2 separate regions of the Podarcis muralis genome follow, and region 1 is linked to region 2. Evidence: chromatin contacts called from public Hi-C data. All regions are on one chromosome and are shown on one strand. The core of a region is the stretch at or near the end of the contact, and the rest is flanking DNA. Distances in the headings are between cores, read along the strand shown. Region 1 holds the start of USP25 (ubiquitin specific peptidase 25). Region 2 holds the start of HSPA13 (heat shock protein family A (Hsp70) member 13).

Region 1 (6,478 bases), core at 2,338-4,837, 450 kb after region 2:
TGCTGAATTCTATGATTTGGGCCATGATGACATGCATGATTATTATTATTGGCTTCATTGCTTTCTGATCTGTGGCTGAATGCCAGGTCAGATCAAAGTAAGACTTCACTCATGATCTGATTGTGAATGAGGAGGCCAATCTGGCCTGCATCTCTGAGACTTGGGTGGGTGAGTAGGTTGGGGTTGGTTTCACCCAGCTCTGCCCATCTGGGTACTCAGTGCAGCATTGGGACATACTTGAGGCTCAGGTAGGAGGAGCTGTTGTGGTCTACAGAAATTATTTCTCTCTCCAGGCTCTCTGTCCAGTTGGGGGTTATCTAGGGTGTGTGTTCCTGGCACTTGACAATCGGGACAGATTATGGATTCTATGGAGTTTACCACTCACCTCACTGCCCAGCAGTCTCTCTGCCTGAGCTGACAGAACTGGTCTCAGAGGCGATGTGGAAGATTCCCAGACTGCTGATTTTGGGGAACTTCAACATCCATGAAAGAGGCTCTGGGGTAGTTCAGGACTTCATGGCTGCCATGATGACCATGAGCTGTCCTAACATGTCATCAAGCCAACGCATGTGGCAGGCCACACTCTGGACCTTGTTTTCTTAACTCAGTAGGAACAGAGTGATCTGAATGTAGGGGATATTGATATCAGTCCACTGTCATGGTCACAACATTTCTTGTTGAGCTTTAGGTTTAACCCCTTTTTTCCCTCTGTAGATGTCGGGGACATGTTAAGATGGTCCCCCTTCAGAGGCAGATGCATCCAATGGGTTTCCAGATGGCTCTGGGGGATTTTCCGGCTCATATGACTGACACTCCCTTTGAAGCCCTGGCCTGCTTAATGCAGCTTGCTTGGATCCCTGGTATATTCCAGAGCTTAGGATGAGGAAACAAAGTGGGAGACAGCTTCGACGCGAGTGGAGAAGAACTCAATTCAAATGCAATCAAACACTGGTGAGGGCTCATCATCAAGCCTACCTAGTGGCAGTGAAGGAAGCAAAAAGAAGGCAGTGGTAAAAAGCTCTCCTTTTTGGGCAAGTTTCTTGAGTGAGTGACTAGAACAAGGCACTCTTGCAGAAAACTGATTTTCTAGATTCATTTCAATCAGACTTTAGGCCCATTTTCAGCACAGAAACTGCTTTGGTGGCCCTGTTGGGAGACAGACAGGGGAAATGTGTCCTCGTTAATTCTCCTCAACTTCTCAGTGGCTTTCGATACCATCAATCATGGTATCCTTCTGGAGTGACTGTCCTGAGTTGGGCAGTACTGATTTGCAGTGATTCTGGTCCTACTTGGATGGTCATTTATAGAGGGTGATGCTTAGGGAGTGCTCTTTGGCACAGTGGAGCCTTCATTGTGGGGTTCCTCGGGGTGTGATTTTATCCCCATGCTGTTAACATTTAACATCTACATGAAACTGCTAAGTGAAGTCATCTGGAGTTTGGGAGTTTGGTTCCCAGCAATTTGCTGATAACACACAGCTCTACTTCTCCTCTACATCTGCAGGTGTGGCAGTGGATGTGCTGGACCAATGCTTGTCTCAGTAATGGACTGGCTGAGAGCCAACAAACTAAAGCTCAAATCCAGATAAGACTGAGTCACTGTTAGTGGGCAGCTCCCTAAACCGGATGGATAGGAGGTTGCCTGCTCTTGATGGAGTTACACTCTTTCTGGCACCTTCATCACGTATCTTTAGGCTCCAGGCAAAAACATTCCTCTTTTCCCAGGCCTTTGGCTAATTAAAGAATTCAAGCCCTTTTAAACTGCATGTTGGGTTACTGTTTTTGTTTGTTACTATGGTATGTATTTTTGTGTTCTTGTAAACTGTCCTGTGATCCTTGAAGGAAGAGTGGTCTAGAAATGCAAATAATAATAATAATAAATTAAAATGTATTAATGTGTTAATATCTGTGATATCTGAATGTGAAAAACTCCTTTTGAGGGGGCCGTTAATACCTTTCATGTGGTTCTCACTGTAGTTCACTTAATCTGCAACATACTCTTTCTCTATGCCAAATTCACTGACTGACTGAGAGGATAGACAAAGGCTACAACCAGATGCACACTTATCTAGGAGTAATTCTTGCTGAACTCAGGCAGGGATGCTTCTGAGTAAATACACATAGGATTGTATATGGAACTACCATTGAAAACAATTAGGGAACTCCCATTAGTCCAAGACAGAGCTAACTGCACTACAGTATATTACATTAGCTTTGTTTCAGGTGAGCTGGATTCCAATCCAGATTCAAAATGCTGCTTTTACCGTAATCTTTAAAGCCTACACTTCACTCACAAACACCATCCCATTCCCCAATGCCATTGTCAGAGGCTTTCTCTGGGTGCCTTAGCCAGGATAAGTGTGACAAAGGACAGTACTGTATCCTGATGGTAGAACATCCTTCCTGAAGAGGCTCACATGCTATGAATACTTTGTATTCTTTCTGGCAGTAGGGGAAGACATTAATTCTCTCTGCTTTTTAAAGCTTTCCCAAAGGTTTTATAGGATCTCAGAAGTCTGGTAATTAAGATCTGTCTGTCTGTGCTCTGTGAGCATAATCATTGTTGAGTTCTCAGTTGTCTGATGCTATTTATGTTGTATTTTTATGGTTTAAATTGTTTATAATATTTTAAATATTTTAGGAAGGTGACAAGATAACCTTTGGTTATGGGGCAGCACAGAAATATTAATTAAAAAAACAAATCAGTTGACGTGAGTAATATGTGTTTATTGATTACATTAGGTGTGCCCTGAGCATAACTTCACTAAATATCATGCATAGTTTCTTTTTATCCTGATTTTTGGTCCAAAGTGATGCACAGTACAATGTATTAAAAATGATTAAACCCATCAAACCATAAAGCCAAACCACTGATCAAAAATCAGCAGTGTAATAGCAGCAAAAACCACAGTACGAGGAGGCAAAAATAACAGCCTCAGTGTCACAAGAGAGACTACAGAAAACCATAGCTTTGACTGTCAAAAAGAAAACAGGAAGTGACACAAATGTACCTCCCATGGAGATGAATTCAAGAGCCTGGGTGCCAATGTGGAGAAGGCCCTGCCCCACCTATTCATAAAATTAATCTCAGAAACAGGATATGAAGCAGAAGCCCTCTCAGGAGGAAGGTGGAATCATATGGAAGCCAAACCGTTTAGAGCTTTCTGGTATTAGCAAAGTTCCCAAACCTTTCCCAGTCCCAGGGGCTACTGCACCTCCACAACTTCCTGGAGTGTCTTCACCTGGCTAGAAGCATTATTCCCGCATTGTTTCTTGCTAGCCTGGAGGACAGAAAGGGGCGCGGGAGTCCGCAGCAGCCAACCGGCCCCACCAAGGTAAAACTTGTAGGGATGACTCGGCCTGCCGCCGGTATGCGCTCTTCCCCGACCCTTGTTCCGAAAGGAAGGCCGCCGTGGAGCGAAAAGGGATCCCCAGAGGCTTTGCAAGCTGGACGGCCGCCGCAGGATAAGGGCGGGAAGAGGAGAAGTTCCTGCTTCCCGTTCAGTCGCCTTTCCCCGGTAGCGGCGTCAGCTGGGCGGCGTTTTCCCTTCCTCACTTGCCCCCTCGCAGCTCGGGCTGCAGCCCTGCGCGCCCGCGCTTAGCCGGGACAAACTCGGCCAGACTTACTTCCGAGTAGGGAGCGCGCAGGGCTGCGCCGCCGAGGAGGGAGGCGCGGCGGGGAAGGGGAGGAGCCCAAGCACATTCCTGGGCTGGGCATGTTTGGTTGAGGCGGCGGCGGCGGCGCGTACACTCCTAGCAAGCGGCAGGCGCACCGCCGGGCCTGAGCGCGCCCCGCTCCTTTCCAGGGCTGCCACTTGCCTGGGCAGGCGCGTCGCGTCACGGCTGCGTGGATCGCGAGCCGCGGCCTCCCCACGCCGCGCTCCTCTCCCTCGTCTCCCTCCTGCTCCTCCGGCGGCCCGTCCACTCCGGCCCGGCCTTGCCGTTGCTCCCTCCCCACCCTCGGCTAGCGCCGTCTCCTGCTGCTGCTGCTGCTGCTGCACCTCCTCAGGCCGGCGGGGAGGGAAGCCGGAGTCGGGCCGGGGCCATGACCGTGGAGCAGAATGTGCTGCAGCAGAGCAACGCGCAGAAGGTGAGGGGCGACCTGGCCCGCGGGGTGGGGGAGAGCTACCCTGTGCTCAGGCCCAGGCAGGAAGCCCTTGGGCAGGCTGCTGGGCTACGCGAGGGCCTGGCTTTTGGGAGCCGAGGCGGGTCGGCGCCTTCCCTCCCGGGTTCCCTCCGTGACCTTTGCGTCTAGCGAGGGAGAGGCGAGAGCGGGTTGGGCGGCTCCTCCCGGCCTGGGGAAGGGGATCGCGGGGGTGGGGGTGGGGGGGAGTCCGCTGAGCTCCTGGAAGCGGCACTGCCTTTCTGTCAGTATTACTTCTCCACCCCGTCCACGCTTTGAGTTCCTGGAAGCGTGTTCCTCCTCTCGCATTTGCCCTGCTTTCCCCTCCTTACCTTGCCAGAGAAGTGCCCACGGGGGTTGGTATATTAGGGGGACGGAGGAGGAGCCCGGCGTTTCGATCCGCAACTCGCCCTTCCTTCCCTGCCCCCCACCCTCTCACAAAAGTGCCACTTTATTTTTAAATAGAGGGATTGACGTTTTCATCCTCCCCCGATTCTGTCGCCCTGAGACGCATCTCGGTTCTGATCATGCCAGCTCTTCCAACCGGTTCTGTAATACAGTACTGAGGTGTAGGAAGCAGGCGGGTTTCCTGCTTTAACTATGTTTCATGGACTTAATGTAAAGCTTTGAAATGAGTCTGTAAATGTGTATCCCGTGAGGGGTGGTGAAGAAGGCTGCTGCTTCTGTTTTTGCCCTGAGCCAGGAAATCTGGTTGTTAGCTCAAAGTATAGTGTGGCTGGTAGTGTGAATGCTTTACTTGAATTTTGTAGATTATATCGAAGGTGTTTTGTTAACTATTAGTAACAGTGGCCTATGTTAGTAGCTTCTGAGTTGTATATACTGTATGTTTCTTTTGAGGTTATGTATTTCCTCTGGAGATTTGGCTTGCTATGTCATGGGATATAGGACCCAAATGATCTAATTCTGGAGAAAGTTCATGGTACTTTGTCCCAAGGAAAGTTGTCCTTTCTATAACACTTTGAACCTTTTGATATAAATAAAGAGTAAGACTGGTATCCTTGAATTTATGTGAAGTACATAATCTGTTGGAATGTGTAAATAATCCTACTCCAAAGAAGGCTGCTATACATGGCCTTCATCTGCTCTTTTTTACTTCCGTTTTGTCTTTCCAAAATCCTTGTGTGGTAGGTTAACTGAGAGATACTGCCTGATCCAAGGTTATCCAATGAGCTTCAAGGCCTAGCAAATATTTGAAACCCTGGTCTAAGCCTAATATTCTCTCAGATAATTTGAAACCATTCATTCACGTTTTTGAACAAGTCGACTTGTTTCAAGCACAGATGCCTATAAGTTAAATAGGTAAAAAATAGATAAATGATCCCTGGGCAGTTAAGTCCCATCAAAGGCGACTATGGGATTGCTGTGCTCATCTCGCTTTCAGGCCGAGGGAGCCAAAGTTTGTCCACAGACAGCTTTCCAGGTCATGTGGCCAGCATGACTAGACTGCTTCTGGTGCAAGAAGCCAGAGCGCACGGAAACACTGTTTATGTTCCTGCCGCAGTATCTTGCACTGGTATGTTTTCAAATTGCTAGGTTGGCAGAAGTTGGGACAGAGCAATGGGGGTTCATCCCGTGGCACGGATTCGAACTGCCGACCTTCTGATCAGCAAGCCAAGGAGGCTCAGTGGTTTAGACCACAGTGCCACCCACGTCCCTATAAGTTAAATATGGTCATTTTTTTATATAGTATGTTTATAACTTATCAATTTGAGAGGTGTGTGGCCACTAAAAATTTGTACTTTTTGTTTTTGACTCATGTGAAATGAAGAGGGACATTCCAAATGCATAGCCATAAAGGCTTGCAAAGATGCTATACACTCTTCTACAGTTCTATTGAACAAGTATGTGTTAAAAAAATAACTACTCACTTCTGTTTCCACATTTACCTCTTTCCACTTTCCTGCTCATTTCTTTTGCATTTTGCATCCTTTTATATCTGCTTCTAACTCCTTCAAAAATGTCTCATAAAATACAAGATTTAAAGTAAGCAGTACCTATGTGTTCTTAACATGCTTTCATAACAGTAGAAATCTACTCCTTGAGTAACTTCAACAGGGTACTTGTGTGCTGTTGATACTCTGTACTTCAGTGAGGATTTGACAACTGCTTTTCATCTTTGCGCTGTTTGCATTCATGCTAAAACCAAAGTCATTAGTAGTTGTATCCCAGATGCACTGAATAGAAAGTGTGACGGGTGTTTCTGTTTAAACATACATCCTACCCAGCTTTGTAAATAAGCCCACAAAAGTTACTAGTATTACTAGCTTTCTAAGAGACTAGTAATCTGCATTTCCGTATTGACCATGGGTAGGCAAACTAAGGCCCGGGGGCCGGA
Region 2 (6,244 bases), core at 2,080-4,579:
TGTCATTCTGGAGCAATTTCATTCACAATTTCTAACGCTGCACAAGTCAAAGCAAAAGACAAGTCAATGTTGACCTACTATTATATATGCTCCAAGTATGGCATTATGAAAATAAACTGAGTTTAGCAAGAATACAAGGGGAAATGTGAATCACCTGCAAGTCTTGCTGCTTTAATAGTGTAGTTTCGTTGTCTTTCATCAAACTCTGCTGGCACTGAAATAACTGCTCTGGAAACAGGCATTCCAAGGTAGTCCTCCGACATCCTCTTCAATTTCAAAAGGAGTTGAGAACCAATATATTCTGGTGTTACATTATAAGTCTCATTGGTTGCAATGGAAAATTCAGCAGCTCCCTTGTTATTAATAATCTGAAAAACAAGAGAAAAGCAGAATCTTTAAGTGCTATCACGTACATATGAGTGAGTGGACCCGCCTGTACACAGAATTACTCACTTAATTCTGAGTGAACATGCATAGGAGTGTGCTGTTAAGAAGTAAAATTCCTTATTTATTCATTATATTTATATAGCCACCTCATGACAGTTCTTTGGGTGGCTCACACAGCAAAAAAGTATACTCTAAAACAAAATTAAAACTCCATATGTATAGGAACCACAGAAACATGCCAGAATTCATCATAGAGGCTTTATTTTTCATTTAAAAGGATTTGTCTGAACTAGACATTACCTGGAATCACATGATTTAATTAATATTTAAGAGTGGTGTAAATTTAACCAGTTCCCAGCAGCACAAAATATAAAACATACTCCTCATTTGTACGAAGCACTTCTAACCACAAGGCCTCAGCTTCACCTATTCCTAGAACAAATGAATCATCTCAGGTCTTGTAACTTGTTACACAGCAGTGAGAATTGTGGGTATCAAACACTCATTGGCAGTTAGCTGGCAAACAAAACATTAAGCTCACCTTAAATGGGTATCTGCGGCTCTCACTTATCAATTCTTTTGGCGTGAAGAGCTTCCCTATAAATCGCTTAGCGTCATACACAGTGTTCTGTGGGTTTGAATCTGCCAGCTCTAGCCCATCATATCCCACATAAATATCTCCCTCCATGAAGGACACCATGCTTGGAATGCTGTTGTGCCCACTTTCATCAGGAATCACTTTCACCTGCCCTGTGCCAGGAAGGAAAACGCCAACTGAACAATATGTGGTGCCAAGGTCAACCCCTATTACTTTTGGTGTGGGCATAGGTAAATACTGTTGGGCCAGGTATCCAGCTAATAAAAGTGTCAAAATAGCAGAACCTGAAAGGAAAGAAAGGAAAATTAAAAGTCAGAAAATTAATCCCAGAAGAAGTTAACAAGACTATCCATTTTTTCCCATAGAATTATAGAGTTGAAAGGGACCCAAGGGTCAACCAGTCCAACTCCCTGCAATGCAGGAATCTCAACTAGATCATACACAGCAGGTACAATTTTTAGAACAGCTATTGTGTCACTCATAAATTATATTTTTTAAAAAAGCTAAAGATCCCCAAACCATTTAGATTTTAATACACTCCATGGTCATTTTAGCTGCATCTACTCTAGCTCTATAATATCATTTTTGAACTGTACATAATATTCCAAAAGGGGTGCATTATGGATTTGAATCAGAACATTTTGATACTGACAGTTTTATTTTTAATTCCTTTTCTAATAATCCTAGCACATTGTGTATTTTTCACAGCTGCCTCACACTGTTGGCATTTTCACTGTGCTATCCACTCAAATAAAATCTTTCTGATGAGTCATGGGCACTGCCAGTTCTTTGAAACAGGTCCATCAAGCCTTTTTCCAGTATTGGCAGATGGCAAACACATTGCCTGTGTAACAAACTCCAAACCAGAAAGACAATGAAAGGCACCCTCCTATAGAAAACCAATAACTTTCATCCTCTCCTTCTTCAACTGCTTCACTAAACACCCCTCTTCCTGTGATCAGTTTCCCAGAATCACTGGGAAATCACTGATCAGTTTCCCAGAAGCAAAATTACAGATACTGAAGTCTGCAAAGGAAGTGCTTTAACACTCTCATCCCCTAAGTCCAGGACCATCCTGAGGCAAAGCAGCAAATGAATAGCAGGGACGCTGGTCAAATTATTTTGGTACCGGAAGCAGAAAATCCCACAAGTGCCTCTCCCCCTCCTGGGCAGTGAAGATACTATATACATGCAAAACCATTTGTAACTTTTCATGATACCAAAGATCAGACGCCTGAGGTGATCACTTTTTTTCCTGGTTGGCAGCAGCTCCACCCCTCCCCCTCAACATCATCATAATTTATTATTTATACCCCACCCATCTGGCTGGGTTTCCCCAGCCACTCTGGGTGGCTTCCAACCGAATATTAAAAACAATACAGCGTCAGACATTAAAAACTTCCCTAAACAGGGCCGCCTTCAGTTGTCTTTTAAAAGTAAAATAGTTGTTTATTGCCTTGACATCTGGTGGGAGGGTGTTCCACAGGGCGGATGCCACTACCAAGAAGGCCCTCTGCCTGGTTCCCTGTAACCTCACTTCTTGCAGCAAGGGAACCGCCAGAAGGCCCTCGGAACTGGACCTCAGTGTCCGGGCCAGTATATACCACAACACAAAAGCCTAAAAACCAGTAGAGCTGTCCTACTGGGTCAGACCAAAAACTCATCTGGTCCAGCGTCTTGAGCCCAAAGGGTCCCACCAGATGCCTCCAGGATTCATAGAATTGTAGAGTTGGGAGGGACTCGAGGGTCATCTAGTCCAACCCGACACGTGTAACCAGAGACAGAAGAACACAGATCTCCTGCACTTTCAGTAGTTGTGCAGCATTCCCTTTCCTACACAGCGAATTAGTGGGGGAGGGGAGTTCTGTCCTCTTTTGCCTATAAGCATGAAGGCGACGTCCCTCCCCGCGGCTGGCATTCAAACGCACAGGTAGACTGCCTCTGGAACTGGAGGCTCCCTTCAGACACCTCCAATGCCCTGCGTGTACTCAAAAGCTTTCATTTTAGCTTCGAGTATTCCGGCGTAGAGCCCTGGGTTTCAGCGGCGGATCTAGGCCGAGGTCCCGTCCCCGCCCCCCCAAAAAAGCAGCGGGAGGCAGACAGGCAGGCGAGAATTTAGGGGGGATCTTAACGAGGCGCAGAGGCTGACACAACCACCGACCCGCCTTCAGCCGGCCCCTCTTACTCACCCAGCACCGTCATCTCCCCGGCCATTTTCGAAACTTCTCGCTGCCCTGGCCCGGTGCTATAAGGCCCCGTCTGTTGTTATGCGTGACACTCGCCGGCTTCCTGGGCCGTTTACCCGTGTGATGACTGTACCTTCGCCGCTTGGAGGGGAGGGGGGGGAAAAAAAAAACCTCGCGCGGCGCGGTGCATGCTGGGAAATGTAGTTCCTCTCGTCATAAAACCCCAGCGCAGTCCGTAGGAAGAAACTACAATGCCCGCCAGCCAAGCATCTCGCCGGCGCGCACTCTTACGTGCCGCGCTGACCCCTCCCCTCAATACACGTCACCCAATCCGTGCGAAGGGGCTGATGGGACTTGGGGGAACTTTCTGGTGACGTGCAGAGGAAGAAGGGTCTGTTATGACAGCCCTTCCTGCGCTTTGCCTGTCGGGAATGGTAGTTTGTTGTCTTAGCTGCTGCGTAGTTTTCCTGATGCTTATCGTTAAAGTTTTTGTTTACTTTGCTTCTGGTAAGTTGTATCAGCCAGTCTCCACTCCCTCGTCCCCCTTTGTAATAGTTAAGGACTCAAAGCCCACCATATGCCACGGGGTCCCCCTTCCTTCCCGCCTAAAGGCATTTTGGATTTTCCAGAGGATGCTTAGAAGCATTTACAGGGAATGCCATTTTCAGAGCTGTGGGCTGAGCCAGTAGAGGGCGAGAGTGGAAGTGCTTGGAAGCAGCTCAATGCTACAGCCTGTTCCTGTGAGTAGGTAGCTTCTTCCATGTGATTTGGAGCCCTGGTCGCCCCAGGATTCCCAGACACGTTGAAAAGCCTAGCTCTGTGTTTTTGTTTATTTATTGCATTTATATACCACCTTTATATCCAAGCTGCTAAAGGTGCCACTCTTTAGCCATGAGTTTCATGACTGAGTGGGAATTCAAATCCTGGTCTCCCAAATTCTAGCCCGATGTTCTAATAATCACTGTTTTTAAGGCTGCCCAGACGAAATATATTAAAGTATTAATATAATATAAGCATTAATATAAGTATTAAATTGAGTTTTACATCACAGCAGTCTTTACATGTCAATGAAATGCTTTATGTTGACAAAAACATATTGACAAGCACATCTTTTTAGATACAAAACCACCCTCCGGGACCTTCCATAGGAGAAATTGTGATGAAAATTACTCTCTGGGAGTAGCCATCTTGCATTTTCAGCCACACAACTTTTCCCTCACCTTTTTGGAGAGGGTAACCCCAGCCCAGTTAATTTTTTTCTTCCTTTTAACTCAAAAAATCAGCTGTCAAACAATAGACAAAGTCATACTATTCTGACTGTCTTAGGAACCAGAAGCAACAGAATTTTGTGGCTCCTTAAAGACTTACATATTTATTGTATCACATATTTTTTGTGGACTAGAATTCACTTCTTTGGATGTGTGACATTGGTGGGCATACATTAAGTACAGAGAAAAAACTATAAGGCAGGAAAGCTGTATTGTATAAGCAGTTATACTCATTTCCCACTAGGTGTCAGAATATTGCTGGAGATGCGGATTTGATAGGACAGTTTTGAAGTGTTTCAGATTCATAGAGAGCATATTAACCTTTGGTAATCTTTATCCAAATTTTTGCAGATGCATAAATCATAAAGAAGCCTCATCATTTTCTGCCTATTATATTTAATTCTCTAGGTCTAACAAATTCACTGAACCTTCCTATGAAATCATTCTGGAAGCTGACAATGAAATCCATTCTTTCATTTTCACATTTACAGTCACGACGTTAACGTCATGTTAGCCACAGTGGTTATTTTCTGGGTGAATATTCCATGAAGACAGTAGGTCCTTCACAAGTGCAGTCAAAACCATATGTTACAAATCTTGTGTCTAAATTCAATTTATGCAATGGTGGATGCTTTCAGGTTTCTTTTTTTAAACAATCCTGATGCATTCAGCAACCACTGTTATAATAGTATTTCAACTTGGCAGGAATGTTGCATGCATATGGCGAGGGTTGGGTTGCTCTTAAGGAAGAGACGGAGTTAAATATTCTCCTTTTCACTTAAAGGGAAGACCCCCCCCTACCCACTTTCAAAACTCATTTTTCTTCCTGCTCCACTGTTTGGAAAGGGTTGGGGTGAGGCTAAATTGCATCTTCAGGGTTCAGATGGCTGATTTGAAAGGTGGTTGTGGCAGCTTGTTATGCCAGAGGCCCCAAGCAGAGAGCAGTCAAGATCTCATGAGAGAGACAAAGGCAGGGAATAGGCACTGTTTCACTGTGACAACTGGTTCTTCAAGGAAAGTTATGGGCAACCTGTGGTCCTCCAAATGTTGGTGGACTCCCAAATCCCATCATTCCTAGCCATTGTGATCATTGTCAGGAATGATGGGAATTGTAGTCCAACAATTTGGAGGTCCATAGGTTCCCCAAACCTGCTCAAGGGAGAGACAAGTGGTGGTGGTCAACTATTCCTCCAGCAACCCAGCAGTTGCTCCCTTCCTCCTCCTTCCCTGCTCTTCCACACAGTAGGTACTTTGGATGTAGAGAGATGTCCATCCTCAATGTGCTTTTGCCTGGGTGTGAATTTCTGTTATGATGTCCAGGAAGAGAGGCACCAGCTACAGAGCTCACCTCTAGTTTCCTTTAAGTTTCTCTCCCCATCATCAACGACCTCTCCCCCCGCCAAAGTAAAGTGGGCAGCTTCAAGGCTCATATGTAGCGACCAGTTTCCCTGCTCTCTCTATAGTGTATTAATATTAACCTTGAGTTGTGTTGGCATGTACAGCTTAAAAGCAAGGAGATGGGAAGTTGATTGGTGTCTTATGATGAGCTCTAAATGATAGATGCTCTGACCTACTTAATAGATGCTGAATATTTTAGGATATTTCCAGACATGGCTTCTAGCTGCAGAGTGGAATGCAATCTTTCTTGAGCATCTAAAGATACACAGACAATAGCCACAGCCTGCCTACTGCATCAGAAGATTTTTGTGTAAGAAATCTTTTTATGTTTCCATTGTAATAAGAAGCAGGACTATTTATTAGTGATGAAATTCATTATCTGTGAATTTCATAGAGATCTTAAGCAC

The links. A called contact is a pair of places that touch in the nucleus more often than the background predicts.
Region 1: a Hi-C map of blood shows a contact between it and region 2, with 4 times the contacts expected there. The contact joins the promoter of USP25 here to the promoter of HSPA13 in region 2. A contact is called at or near these places in 2 of 3 Hi-C or Micro-C datasets (blood and tail).

What each region holds. Positions count from the first base shown.
Region 1 is chr4:48,099,944-48,106,421 of rPodMur119.hap1.1, forward strand. USP25 (ubiquitin specific peptidase 25) reads left to right here and starts at 3,588. Exons shown (of 32, transcript XM_028726941.2): 1 at 3,588-4,089. The coding sequence starts at 4,045.
Region 2 is chr4:47,650,314-47,656,557 of rPodMur119.hap1.1, forward strand. HSPA13 (heat shock protein family A (Hsp70) member 13) reads right to left here and starts at 3,330. Exons shown (of 5, transcript XM_028726935.2): 1 at 3,175-3,330; 2 at 929-1,269; 3 at 155-368. The coding sequence starts at 3,199.